Regions from separate parts of the Gossypium hirsutum genome. Here regions 2 and 3 are each linked to region 1. The links are chromatin contacts, called in public Hi-C maps. All regions are on one chromosome and are shown on one strand. The core of a region is the stretch at or near the end of the contact, and the rest is flanking DNA. Distances in the headings are between cores, read along the strand shown.

Evidence for each region. A called contact is a pair of places that touch in the nucleus more often than the background predicts.
Region 2: a Hi-C map of leaf shows a contact between it and region 1, with 8 times the contacts expected there. The contact joins the promoter of LOC107951819 here to the promoter of LOC121213785 in region 1. A contact is called at or near these places in 14 of 34 Hi-C or Micro-C datasets (anther, callus, hypocotyl and 2 more).
Region 3: a contact with region 1 is called in a Hi-C map of anther, with 4 times the contacts expected there. The contact joins the enhancer-like site here to the promoter of LOC121213785 in region 1. A contact is called at or near these places in 2 of 34 Hi-C or Micro-C datasets (anther and leaf).

Annotation. Positions count from the first base shown.
Region 1 is chrA02:72,671,431-72,676,245 of Gossypium_hirsutum_v2.1, forward strand. It overlaps LOC121213785 (calcium-dependent protein kinase 32), which reads left to right and starts at 2,086. Exons shown (of 8, transcript XM_041086883.1): 1 at 2,086-3,152; 2 at 3,453-3,576; 3 at 3,695-3,838; 4 at 4,098-4,250; 5 at 4,375-4,490; 6 at 4,602-4,769. The coding sequence starts at 2,637.
Region 2 is chrA02:72,902,653-72,907,467 of Gossypium_hirsutum_v2.1, forward strand. It overlaps LOC107951819 (probable protein phosphatase 2C 4), which reads right to left and starts at 2,802. Exons shown (of 6, transcript XM_041087185.1): 1 at 2,645-2,802; 2 at 2,014-2,419; 3 at 1,383-1,483; 4 at 745-1,287; 5 at 566-643; 6 at 1-39. The coding sequence starts at 1,226. The coding sequence ends at 628. It overlaps LOC107952373 (chlorophyll a-b binding protein 7, chloroplastic), which reads right to left. Exons shown (of 9, transcript XM_041087136.1): 8 at 4,336-4,428; 9 at 3,304-3,730. The coding sequence ends at 3,419.
Region 3 is chrA02:72,534,901-72,539,715 of Gossypium_hirsutum_v2.1, forward strand. No RefSeq gene overlaps it. Among protein-coding and RNA genes, the nearest start is that of LOC107939239, 50 kb to the left of the region's middle. Within about 2 kb of position 2,226, at least 1 of the 9 cell types and tissues checked has an H3K27ac peak or open chromatin away from gene starts, as enhancers often do.

The DNA.
Region 1 (4,815 bases), core at 836-3,335:
ATTTCAAAAGATGATTTTAATCAAGATGACATAATTGTGTTAGATTAATTACATTTCTTAACTTAATATTACTAAAAAAATGTTCATGTTGTTACGAAATAATTCACGGCAACTTGGTAATTTGTTAACTATAGCACATATAGACTCACTAAATTAACTAATCTCTTAAACATATCACTATCCCAATTCAAATAATTAATCAATTTAGATAGGCCAATAAAAGAGTAAGTGGGGTAACAATGTTTACCTACATTGAAAGTGTTTAATCACAATAATCTTGCCAGTTATGCAAGGCTAATGTACCGTTTAATACTGTCTCTAATTTAACCCTCAGCTACCTTAGATGATTAAACATGCACTGATTAAGTATTTTGTCCATTAATTACAATTTCAACACGATTTAATAATTAATTCATTAGTTACCTTACAACGATAATTCAAGATTAACTTAATGTATTCATAAAAACAACAATAAAAATTAAATGGTAGGGAATTAGAATCAAATTCGGTGTTTCTCCAAAGCTTGACTAGTTTGCTCTGCTCTTCCGTCTCCGCTTGTTCTTATTGAACCAAGGCTTATATAAGCACTTGAATGCTGCTACCAATGGTGGTTGAAGGGCTCTTTTCCAAAAGGAGAAATAAGAAAGGGAATGAAAGGGGAAAATGGAGAACAAAGGAAGGGTTTCGAAGAGAGAAAGTGAGAGAGAAGTGTGAATAATGAATATGTGAAAGATGTGTTTTAAATGAACAGCCAAGGGGATATTTATAGGTTGGATAGGCTGTTAAAAATAGTAAAAATCAGCAGCCATTCACTCCCCCCCATGGCTGGCCATACATGTGGCAAGTTTGAAGCTTTCAAACTTATTAAATTTAGCTAGGGGCAAATCTACAAAAGCTAATGAAAAGATAAGAATGTCCCTGAGTGAAAAAATTATCGTTTTGCCTCTTAGCACAATTTCTTCACAATAATAAAAACTTATCAAATTCAAATCTTATAGTTCACATTTAATTCTTCTTTGGATGACAAAAAGTACACTTTTAACCTTCTCTTGATACAATAGAAAATTTATAATTTAGCCTATATACTTTCAAATCTTTCTCAAATTAATCCAAAAGTGATCTCCATCATGTAAGTATACACATTCCTAGTTATTCCCATGTCAAATAAGAAGGAATAGTTCACATTTTCTCTTTTGGTTGAATTATATTTTAGTCCTCAAACTTTTTCAAAATTTACAATTTGCTCCTATTTCCACATTTTTCACACCCACAATTATCCACATAGATTTCCATCTTCAATATCAATTTTTTTCCTTATGAATCCAATTTGTGTTACTCATTTATGAATTTTCTGGAAAATCACTAAACACGGTTCTTAGAACAATATTTGATGTAGCATTAAAATTTTTGGATCTCAATCCAATCTAGTTACATTATTAAATCTTGAAAAAAAATCTAAGTTTAGAGATCAAAATGATTTAGTTGCCAAGTTTATGTATCAAAGTGAGCAAAAAAAGTACAGGTATGAAAGTGGACCTATTTGATGAGTTCAAGAGCCAAAATTTATATTGTTCCAATTCTAAATGTAAAAAAAAATAATAATAATGGAGAATTGGACCATAACTTAACAAAAGAAATACATGTACAAGTAGTTTTGCATAGGTTACAATATGCTATATAAATCTTTATACTTTTAAAATTTTAAAATTCAGATTCAAATGTTAACATTGTTAAATTTATTAAACCTAAATTTTGAGATTTGAAAAATAAAGAGATTAGACTCTTGAAAATGAAAATTCATTAATTAAATTTTAAATTTTTAAAGATTATAAGTTGTTATGAGATATTTTAACTTTTGCATAATTTGTTTTTTTTTTCCTGTTATTATAAGATAAACAAAAATCTACACAAAGCTTGACTTTGGTCTCCAGAAATCTGTTTCGGATTTTGTTAAGGATCTTTAAAAGGTAAATTTGAAGTTTAATATTAGGTAAATATTATTAATATCAAACGACTTTGCTTAACTAGAGTTGAAAGATTTGTTGAAGGGAGTAAGGGTAGTTTTGACTTTTCGTTGAGAAAAAAAACATTGAACAAAGAGAGGATTCTGAAGGAAGTATCTGAGAAATAGAACAACTTTGAACCTCTTCTCTCTCTTCCAAATCCCATGGTGAGGTTGGTTGGTGACTCTTTCTTCTTCTTCTACGGTTTTGAATATATATATGTATATATGTTTAAAAGAAAATCCTTCTTTATGTTTATATTTTTCACTCCTCAATTTTTCCTTCAGTTCGTTGCTTAATTTCCCATAAAAAATTTTACCCAAATTTTATTTATTTATTTCTTCTTTTTTCTCCATTTGGTTCCTCAATTCAATTTTCTTGAAAATCCAGAAGCAAGGTTTCTATCTCTTTCTTGGAGAGCTTCTTTTTTTTGTCTATTTGAAAAAAACAAGAGTTGTTAGATCTCAAAGCCTGGATCTTTGAAAGCAGAGCCTTCTTTTTCCTCCTTTTTTTGGTCTAAAAGTTCATCTTTTGATTTTCTTTTTGGCTGCTTTGGGTTTAAATTCAAAAACCAATTTCAGCAACAACAAGAAAAACCAGAAAAGATCTTACATTAAGTTATTGGGTTATTTCATGGGAAATTGTTGTGCTACTCCATCAACAACAGCTTCTCATGAGAAGAAGGAGAAGAAAGGAAAAAAGAAGCAAAATCCATTTTCTCTTGATTATGGTCAACATGACCATGGCAACAGAGGCCATAAGCTCACGGTTCTAAATGATCCAACTGGGAGAGAGATTGAGCCAAGATATGAACTTGGGTGTGAGCTTGGGCGTGGTGAATTTGGGATCACATATCTTTGTACAGACAAAGAAACGGGGGATACTTTTGCATGCAAATCAATATCAAAGAAGAAGCTAAGGACTGACGTTGACATTGAGGACGTAAGAAGGGAAGTTGAAATCATGAAGCATTTGCCTCACCACCCAAATATTGTTACCTTGAAGGATACTTACGAGGATGACAATTCAGTCCATTTGGTTATGGAGTTGTGTGAAGGTGGTGAGTTGTTTGATAGGATTGTTGCAAGAGGTCATTACACTGAGAGAGCTGCTGCAGCTGTCACCAAGACCATTGTTGAAGTTGTTCAGGTATTTTCTTTCCCTTATTTTTGTGTTTATTCCTATACCTTTTGGTTGATCTTGAATCTTCTCTTCTTATCTCATGAATGTACAAGTTTAGGGTTTCAAATGACTTGCTAAACTAGTTGCTTGAAGTGATTAAACTGAAATGCTACACAAAATTTTGGGTTTCAAATGCTTGCTTGGACCTAAAGTTTAGGGTATTCAGTTCTGTTTAGATTCTCCATATTCTCCTAGTATGTGTACTTTGTTTCACTATGCCTTAAATTATGATCTTAAGTTAATATTTGTGCATTTTTGTTGTTGCAGATGTGCCACAAGCATGGTGTGATGCACAGAGATCTCAAACCTGAGAACTTTCTGTTTGCAAATAAAAAAGAGACAGCGGCATTGAAGTCGATTGACTTTGGTTTATCAGTGTTCTTTAAACCAGGTAATGCCATTTTACAAACATGATATCAAAAACTTTTTTTCCCTTTGGTTTAAGTTTTCACCTATTAGTTTCATCCTTCTATGTTGATCTATTGAAATTTGAATATTTCCCCTTGCAGGTGAAATATTTACCGAGATAGTTGGAAGCCCCTACTACATGGCTCCTGAGGTGCTGAAAAGAAATTATGGACCTGAAGTTGATGTTTGGAGTGCCGGTGTTATCCTTTACATCTTACTTTGTGGTGTCCCACCTTTCTGGGCAGGTTCGTATTGATTTATAGTTAAAGAATCGCTGTTCGAGTAATGAGAACTGTAATTAAGAACTGCAATGCTCCACCCCTTCCCAAATGAATTCATTTTTTACACAATTTTTCCTTCACTTTTGCAAATAGTCCTATTTCCACCATATGTGATAAATACTGATGGAATTTGATATGCCTTCCTTATATATTTTTGTTTGTTTCCATCTTACATTTTTATTCCATCTCTTTTTCCTCTCTAACTTTCCTTCTTTCTATGCAGAAACGGAACAAGGAGTTGCGCAAGCAATTTTTCGCTCTGTTATAGATTTTAAGAGGGATCCTTGGCCTAAAGTTTCTGATAATGCAAAAGACCTTGTGAGGAAGATGCTCAATCCTGATCCTAAGCAACGACTTACAGCTCAGGAAGTACTAGGTAGGTTTTAGTTCTAATGATATAGGTTTTCTGTTGAAATTTTTAGTAGTTTCCAGTAAAAGTTTATTAGCAAAATTGTTTTGCTTTATGTGTGAATCCTAAATCAAATTGTTTCTTGCTTCAGATCATCCTTGGTTGCAAAATGCAAAGAAGGCTCCAAATGTTTCCTTGGGTGAGACCGTGAAGGCAAGGCTCAAGCAGTTCTCTGTAATGAACAAGCTCAAGAAAAGAGCTCTCAAGGTAATGCTTCTGGCTTTTTTGTTGGGCAATAGAACCTAAATAAAGTTTCCACTCATTGCTTGTTAACCTTTTTTCCCCAATTTTGCTTATCTGGAAATCTTGTATTGACAGGTAATAGCTGAGCATCTCTCTGTGGAGGAAGTTGCAGGCATAAAAGAGGGATTCCAATTGATGGATACTGCCAATAGAGGCAAGATTAACATTGATGAGTTAAGGGTTGGGTTGCATAAGCTTGGTCATACCATTCCTGATGCAGATCTTCAAATACTAATGGAAGCCGTAAGTTCTACCTAAGCTTGCATTATATTTTGTATTGTCATTGATA
Region 2 (4,815 bases), core at 1,552-4,051, 230 kb after region 1:
TATTTTGAACATCTCTAGAAGTGCATTGTTCCATTTAGGCTGCACAAATTCAAAGAGACATAAGGGTCAAATACAGAAATTTATAATGGAAACAAATTCCTAAAGCCAATGTAAATACACACCAAAAATTACTCTACATTTAAACCAACTATAAGATCTCTCTTTATCAAGCAAATGATCATGACCCTCAGTCAAACTTTCACTGAAAAGGAAGACAAGATCTATTTCTGTGTATACTAATCATCTCGTTGCAGAATGTCATTTGGCTCTTCTCTTCTGAAAAGCCACATTCTTCGGACAGACACCTTTAACTATGACTATAACTATAACTACTATTTCATATGATCGTAGTTCTATGGTTCTCAGAATGATACTCCAAGAATCAACTATAACTTCCGCAAATTATGGACAACATTCATTTTAAAGAGGCGAACTCTTTATGTTGTCAAAACAATTGATAGTGTTTTTCCTAAAATTTCATGTCTCAAACACCAACTAGAATGAGCATATTCATCTATAAAGTAGTTTAAGAAGTTAGAAAACCAGCCCCAAAAGCTAGACTAACCTTCAAAGAACCTTTAACTCGGTCGTTCATCACAGCGCAAGGATCATCTGGATGTTCGTTTTTTATTCTTTGAACTTCCTGAAATGAAACAAGACATCAATCTCAATCCATCAATGATCAAAAGAGGGTATAGATATCATTTCATTTTGTAATAAAAGATTCGTGTATGGGATTTTTACCTCTTTTCATTGGTGCTATGATCCACACTAAGCTGAAAAGCAGTTAAATCAGGAATTGAACTAAATTTATCTACATCAAAACCTTCAAGATCATGCAGTGTTTCCTCATTAATCCTCTCCAAATCCTGTTTAACCTTCCCCAACCAGTAATCGGGCTCCGCCTTTTGCGCCAAAACCGCCCTACTATCACCAACATTCATCACATACACATCCTCACCTTTCATCAACATGACAAGCACACAAGAACCCATCAAAGCCAACTCTGGGTTCTCCATTAACATCTTATCAGCAATATCCAAATACTCTGTTTTATTCAAAGCCCGAGACAGAGCTTTCAAAACATCACCGTGATTTATCATCGAACTCGATTTATCAAACTTGTTTCTATTCAACTGTTCCTTCAATTTCCTATCAAGTTCTAATCTTTCCCTATCCCATCCACACTTCCACCTCCTTTGATTCTCTTCCCTCTTATTTGCCATGTCCTTATACCTCACCTTCGACCCCTCTCTTCTCTGAAAACGCTCAATCACTGAACCGTGTCTGCTAAATAATGCCAGAATTTACTTTTCTATGAGCAAAATTCCAAAATAAAAGACCTTTAGTCATACCAGAAAAAGAAAAAAAAAGGAACTTACACGAGCCAGCCAGTGCTGCTAAAAGTATGGAAAATGAAGCACCTTTCGCGACCATCTTCCTCTGATGATGGACGGAAAATGGGGAGTGTTGAAGGAAGCAGCTTTCATGGCAGAAACTTCGAGATGAGGATTTAAAATAGGGAAAGGGGAAAGGGGAGAAGAAGCTGTGTTTTTCCGGAAAATGTCTTACCAAATTCAAAAGGGTAAGACATTTTCCTAAAAAAAGACCCCATTCTCCCAACTTATGTAAAATATTTTACCGTAGGAAATTATTTTCACCCAACCAAACACCAGAAAAACCTGAAAAGCTTTTACGGAAAAGCTTTTACAAATTACCAAACGGAGCCTAAGTGTTAAAAATGCTCCAAAAAAAATAAAAGGCCAAAGTGACCAAACAGCCAAACATTAGGGGCTATTTTTGGCATTACGTCAATGTAATTTATTGTTCCTTGCAAAACAAGGTTGGAGGTTAGTTACGTTTCCAAATTCTTTACTTGCTTGTACGTTAAAACCTAAATACCATCCAACGACGTACTTCTTAAAAGCAAGGTTGAGGAATCTACCTTCTTTTACTTGGAAGAGTATATGGGCGACAAAAGGATTTCTCTAAGGATTTTTTGAGTTGGATTACCTGGTTGTTTGAAAATAATTCCTTGAATCAGTGTCGTATTTTTGTTTTCGGATTGTGGGCGATATGACCAACAAGAAACAGATGGGTGCATAAGAGAAAAAAAAATAACGGCATTAGAAACAGCAGATTTTGTAAGAAACTATTTGAGTGAATTGGACGGGCTGAAGATATACTTACTTGTCAAACCGAGGGAGGTAGGGAGGTGGAAACCACCAGAGATTCCCTTTGTGAAAATCAACTTTGATATCGCAACAATAAGGAGGAACATAGGTCTTGCTTTGGGATCGTTGTACGGGATTCAAAGGGGTCTAGGGTTATTAAAATGTGGGTTCTCCTTCGATTTTTGTTCCAGAGGCTATTGCATGTGTTCAAAGGCTTCAAATGGGGATGGATTTGGGGGTTATGGCTATAGAGGTAAAGGGGGATGCTCTATCAGTAATAAAAAAAAAACTACAAATGAAAGAGGAAGATAAATTGGAGATCGGTGCTATCATTAAAGACTGTTTACAGTTAAGTCAGGATTTCTAGATATGCAAGTTTCTATATGGCAAAGAAATGAAAAATGAAGTGGCAAATCTGTTGGCAAAAGGTTTAAGAAATGGAGAACGTAGAAACGAAAATGGAAGAGTACCTGATTACGCAGTGGAGATGGTGGAAAGAGACCATCCAAGGAGTGGGCTATCTTGTAATGGGAGTCGTTCTAGTTCTGTTTTTGCTGAAGTTGTAGGTTTTCGGGAAAATGAAGAGGAAAGGGGATTTCGGGAAAATGAAGAGTTTGTAGGTTAATGGGATTTAACTTATGTTGCCTCAGGTAATGATTTTACTGGGTCTGGGTCGAATCTTTCGGCCTTTCTATGTATTTTGGATTATTTTGTTTTGGGCTTTGTTTTCCAATAAATCCAACTATATTCATTCCAACTATATTCATTCAAAAAATAAACTTAAAAAGTTAGGTGAAATTAAAATTTAATTTTAATTATTCGAATAATAATTTTAAATTAATTCAAATGCTTGTGATTAAAAATCATTGACATTGCCAATAATACCTTAGTTTAATAGGAAAAATACACAAAAACTTTAAAATTTTGAAATTCAAATCTTATCATGTAATAAATTCTTTTCAATTTTTTTTATTTGTTAATTTTTATTTTCAAATATATTTTGATTATTAATCAGTTAGTTCATTTTAATAATTGATTATAACTGTCCACGTTTGGGTAGACTATTATAATTGCATTTGTAACTTATTAAAACAATAAATAAAAAAATCCCATCTCTACCATCCCTAGATACAAAACCATGTCAAATTTAGAAAGAAAGTAATAGTCATTTACATACATATATAGTAAGATAAAACTAAAAAGTGGTTTACAAAGTATTTATATCTATGATTCTGTATTGAGAATTATGTATTTGACATGGAATTAAGAAGGGAAAATAGGTTATTATGAAATGGATCAGAGAGGTGCTCAACTAGGTTCTGAACTGGACCTTTACCTGTCAAAGCTGCTTGGAAATAAAAGCCTAACCAAGCAACCATGGCTAGCCTCCCATTTTTAATCTCCTTCACCTTCAGCTCCTCAAAAGCTACTGGGTCTTTTGACAGCTTCAATGGGTCAAATAAAACTCCTCCCGGGTAATTAATATCGCCTGGCAAGTAAATCCCCAGAGGCTCCAATGCCTCTATCCCGCAATATCTTGCATACTCTGGTCCAACCTATATTGCAATCAAATAGTAACCAACAAAACCTCCAATTATTGAAACATTAAATCTTTGCTTGGTAGAGCGGAAAAAAAATTAGAAAGATAAAAAATTGAAGGGTAGGAAAATAAAAAGATCAAAAATATAATTTTTCTTTCCATAGATGTACTTGGTAGGAAAGATGAAAAAATAGAATCAACAAAGTAATTTTCCTTCCGTCATTTGCTTAGTAGACTTGAAAAATGAAATGGAAAAAAATAAAACATTTAAAAAATGCATAAGTTTAAACTAACATTCACATCTCTCTCTTATTTTCTCTCCTCTCATCATTCCAATATGAAAGAATTGGTTTTTATACATTAGAAAGAATTGGTTTTTATACATTAGAATGAAAAATAATCATCTCTCCTATTTCCTTTTTCTCACCTTTCTTTCCAACTAAACACACTCAAAATTTGTTTTCTTTCGACATTTCCACCCAACCAAGCACACCTTAAGTGTAAATGAAAATAAAAATAAAATTGCACAATCCTTAACAGTCTCTCTTTTCCCAACTATTGCATAAATGATATTTATGAAGGAAAGGGATCAGAACAATGAGATTGCTAAAAAGATACTACCATCAAGAGGGCCTGGCAGATAGCAATGATAATCACTCCTTGCCCTCCAGCTAAGTGTAGACCCGGGATGCCAAGGTAGTCCAGTGTTTCTCCCTCACAAAAATCAACAAGCACATTTAACGGATATGTTGATATGTTGTTTTTTTCAAAGTAACCAAATTTGAAACTTCAACTTAGATTTCTCAAGTTTGGATTCTAGGATAGGTTGAAGTGATCTTTTTGAGAAGAAAAATGACTATTTCCTACAGTCTAAGTTGCAGTGAATCTCTACACATACCAAAAAAAATGTAGCAATGAAAATTTCATATATTTTAAAACGGTAATCGGTATATGAAACATATTAGAATATAGGAAAAGCCTTGCAACATATATCTTCTTAAAGTAGCAGATTATGCATTAACTAGAAACCTCCTTTAGCACTAAAAATTTGACAATAAAGTCGCAACCAAGGGAACTACCTAAGATTAAATAAGATTTAGA
Region 3 (4,815 bases), core at 976-3,475, 140 kb before region 1:
AATGAGTAATGAATAGTTAGCGATATGGAAAAATTGATATTCACGTAACTTATGCGGTGGAATTGGGCCAAACTAAAGTGGAACTCTATATTAAATACTATTAGGTAGCCGTTAAATAATGTGCCTACTAAATAAGGGCAGACGAGTGGGCGAGGTCAACCTGGCAATTATCTTATTATTCTAGATGGTTGCACTTGTTTACTTTTTCTGTCTCCCTTCGCGCCTTCAAACATCTCTCTTTAAAAATTCATGAATTAATTAGATTAAACCTTAAATTTACTTGACACGCAAATGATTGAATTACATCTCACTTTCGTATATGTGATATTAACTAATCACATGTGTTCTTTGCCAACGATTTAGTTTGATATGTATATGTAAATTTAATACTTCTTATTATACATTCAAGGTTAGTAAACATTTTGATAACTTATTTTTAAAAAGCTATAAAAATAGTTACTAAATTATTTGAATTTTATTTATTTAAGTCATTATATTGTTATTTTTTTCTAATTTGGCTAACGATGAGTACCAATCGATGGGTAGAAGAACATACTTTAAATCCAAGTCGATCAAATCCGTGTTGGAGATTAGAGAAGAAAGCTGTATGAATTTTGTCTCACAAATTCATGACATTCAAAACTATTTCATAAAAAAATTGAACTGTAAAAGAAAAAGAGAATGAGAACTTTCAATTGATGCACGCAGTAGAAACAAAGAAAGTTGTACAATAGTGATTTTAACAACTTGGTGACTTAAATAAATTTTTTTAAATAATTAAATGATTATTTTTGTAACTTTTTAAAGTTGAGTAATCAAAAATATAAACTTACTAATAGTTTAGTAATCTTGAATGTAGTTTACCCTAATATATATTATATAATTGGCATGTACCTCAATCCTTTGTGCATTTATATATATAGGGATGCTTCTAAGGAAGAAAGCTACAATTTGTTTGGTCGATTTTCTTCTAAAATGAAATGATTTTGTCCTGCTTTAACCATTGAGATGTTCCATGGATGATGCGGCCAAATGCTACCTTCAATTGTAACAATTTGGCCAAAAAATGAACATGTTGCCGGTTTAAATTTTTTATATAATACCATTGATTTTATTTTCATATTATAAGTTGACTATCAGTCTTTTCAATTTATTATACAATATAATCTTAAGAAATAAAAGATGTAAAGAAAATACAGAATGAAGGAGAATGAAAAAAAAAAACTGAGAGATGAAAAAACAAGTCAATATATATAAGTTTTTTGAATTTTGTTTGCCTATAACATAATATATTTAGTTTTAATGTCCATTTTCGTATGAATGGCTTATGCAAATTACATATTTTATTGTATCCTCTCCTAAGTCTCATTCTATATAGAGAGAGAACCCATGAATTTTATTTAGGAGAAAGTAAAAAAAATTTGGTAAATTAAATTCTTGATTGTTTAAGGGTTAGAAATGTATTCTTTTATTTAATTAAGGAGTTAAAGTCTTTATTTTTCTGTAGCTACACCAATATGTGTACTTTATATAGATTAGTGTCATAAATCAACCAAACACAAACGCAGTTGTTAAATTAATTAAAAAAATCATTCCTTTTATAAATCACGTTTTATTATTTTAAAAATGTTTTTGTCTTTCTATAATTTTTACAAGTCAATAAAAAATTAAAATTCCTTGTTGATTAAAATTTTAAAGAATATAGCATCGGGATAACAACACAAATTAAATTTTTTATGTAACAATTTTAAAAAGATAATTTATTTCTCGAAAAAACTAATCTAGTCTTCTAAAACTATCCATTATCATTTAACTCACTCTAAAACTACCATTATCATATAGTTTTTCTTCTATACCCACTATTTTTCTAAAAAAGGTACACTCTCAATGGAAAATTTTCACAGTAGATTTATAGTGACACATAAGTACTGTTTCATTTATTTGTTTTTTTTATCATTCTAAATTCATTTTAAATTCACTAAAAAAGTCTTATTCATTTAAATTTTAAAATATAGAATTCACTCAAAATCACTTAAGTTTATTCTAAGAATACTTGCAGAAATTTTGCATCTCTGATATGATTAGTTCCGTAAACCTCAATTTGACAAATTATGCATCTCTATTAACGCTAAGGCTATATGAAGATCATGTGAAAATTCAGAATAATTAAATGTTAGTCACCTTAACATATCTCATCCTAGGACATCATCATACTTTCACGTCAACAATCTTAAGACATATAGTCAAATTTGTCCTCCGAACCATGCAAATGGCTTGCACACTTGTGTAAACAACCACCAAATTTTTTTGTCTCCAAAATGAATTGAAAACTTCCTCCCAACCTCAAATTTTCATATTTTTGTTTTTTTATTCACCTTACTGATTAATAAAAAACAATAATAGAAGCGAAATCAAGAGGGCGACCTGAGGCAAACAAGTTGTATTTCATCTTAACTGGTTCACATGCATCATTGGTTTGGATTGGGATGGCGGGTAGGTAAGGGAACTTGAACAAATTAATAATCGATCTCAGGTCTACAAAGCATCAAGTTGGAGAATGGTAGGCAGAGTACTATATATACATATTTCCATTTCCAACTAAACTTAATATAATAAACATTTAAATTAGCACCAAATTTGGCATATTAACTAATACAACATTTTCACCATAACGGGTGGATTTGACTCATATTCTAATTGCTATTGCGTTTTTATTTCATTGTATGTGATTTATTAAGAATAAAGATGGCCAAAGTGGTCTGATCGGTTAGATTTCTTTTTTAAATACCAGATCGGAACAAATTTAATTTTAAAATTAATTAGATTAGAACTGGTTGAAGAGTAATGGACTTCGGTATCAAGATATTTTCCGTATATATCGTTTTTAGGCTTTCTTTTAAAACTCTCCTTAGCCCTTACTTGCGTCTTTTCTATCTACTCTAATTCCACCCAAAAGTTCCCCTCTTTTTCTCTTTCATCTCATTTCCCACCCCCTTTATTTTACTTCTCTAGGACATGGTTTTTAAATTCATTCCGTATTGAATGACCATAAAATGAAATCTGAACCATTTTAGTGGGTTCAACCAAAAAAATCCATTGTTACAATATTGCTAATTTATTTTTATGGAAGAAGAGGACGTGAACTTTTTCTTCAGATATTTGAATCAAGTTAAAGTCTTGAAGTCGACTTTATTGAGAGGGCTTTACCTGTGGCTCAAATAGGACTATAATCAACCATCAAATGAATGAGTACAATTGTAGTTTATAAAAAATATATTTTTTGCAAAAATTTACTATTTTTCTTTTCATTCATTGATGGAAAGTTTATTATTTTATTTATTTTTAATTGAAAATTTTGATATATAAAGTTGATTCAAATTCGGGTATGCTTTTAATTTTTTAGGGCAAGTTTGAAGCGAATAAATTATTATTTTTTTCTAGACCCAGTCAGAATAAACTAAGAGTATATTAAGTCAAAGTTGGGGAAAATTGTCCCACTCCGTTACCATCCTTATTTAAGAATAACCATCAATACCTCAACATACATGTCTAGGATAAACATTTTCCCCATAATCTTGACACTATTTACAACTATTATAAATACTCCAAGCTCATGCAACTGTCATGGGGCTAGAATTTTAGTTTGGCAAACCGCATGGCTTTTGGCAATCTTTTAGGTTAAAATTCACCTAAGTTAATCTAACACTCAAAAACTGATAATTATTGTAGAAATTTTCTAAGACACCGAAGCAAAGCATAAGCAAACTCAAAAGACAAAGAAGCCGCGAATGAACAGAAAAACCATAAGAAAAATAGTGCATACCAAGTGTTTGAGTAAATGCTCTCAAAAGTATTTTATTACTTTGAAGGTTTACAACTGAGTGATTACAAATAAGGGGAAAAAACCTCTATTTATAGTTGAGCTCCCCCATATCCAACAATTGAGGTTTGTGTCTTTCTACAAGATAAAAGTCCTAAGGGATTTAAACTCTATACAACTTTATCCCTTAGGATTTACATTAATTACCTTGGTAACTCTAATTTTATTAACGTGTTTCATTAGGCCACCAAGGCTTCAAGTAGATGGACTTCTCCATATGTTCCACAAATTAGGCCATTTCAAGTGGATTAAATGAGCCCCATTTGATTAGTTGACCTTCACGGGACGTTCTACAAAACATGGTTAATGTGGCACTTTGAGGCTAAAATTTAAATGTATGCTACACATATTTTGTACAAGCTTATGAAAGCTCTTTTGCCAATCCAAGCATGAAACAAGACCAAATTGCAAAGTTTTAGAAGTTCAAGGTCGATGTCGTGATGTCATCTCATCCACGTCATGACGTCACCAAAACAGTATATCATGTAACATCCCGGCAGACGTAGTCCCAATTGTTGGTTTGTGTGGGTGGATTGTTGGCTAAGTATAAGCCAAGGAAGGTTGATTTACACCTTTTCCTCTAGGTTAAGTTTGTACCAGTTGTCGTGCTATGATTGGCAAATTGTTTGGCTAACCAGGAAAGTTTGTAAAGACTTGGTTGAAGATTCATCTTTTGGCGAAGTGTAAGCTACTAATCTATATGCCTTGGAATGTTCGATGTGCAGAACCCACCAATCAATGGATTCTCTTGGTGAATTTTGTATTGGCAGACCCTTATATTTGTATCCGCCAAGTGGTCTGTTTCATTTGGCATGTAGAATCTGTCTAAAGTGGATTGTTGGACCCGATAGTTTTCTTTGTGAACATGGCAGGTAAGATTGCGGTTGTAGAATAGTTTACCATGCTTTCTTGTAAGATGTGAGCATATTTTTTAG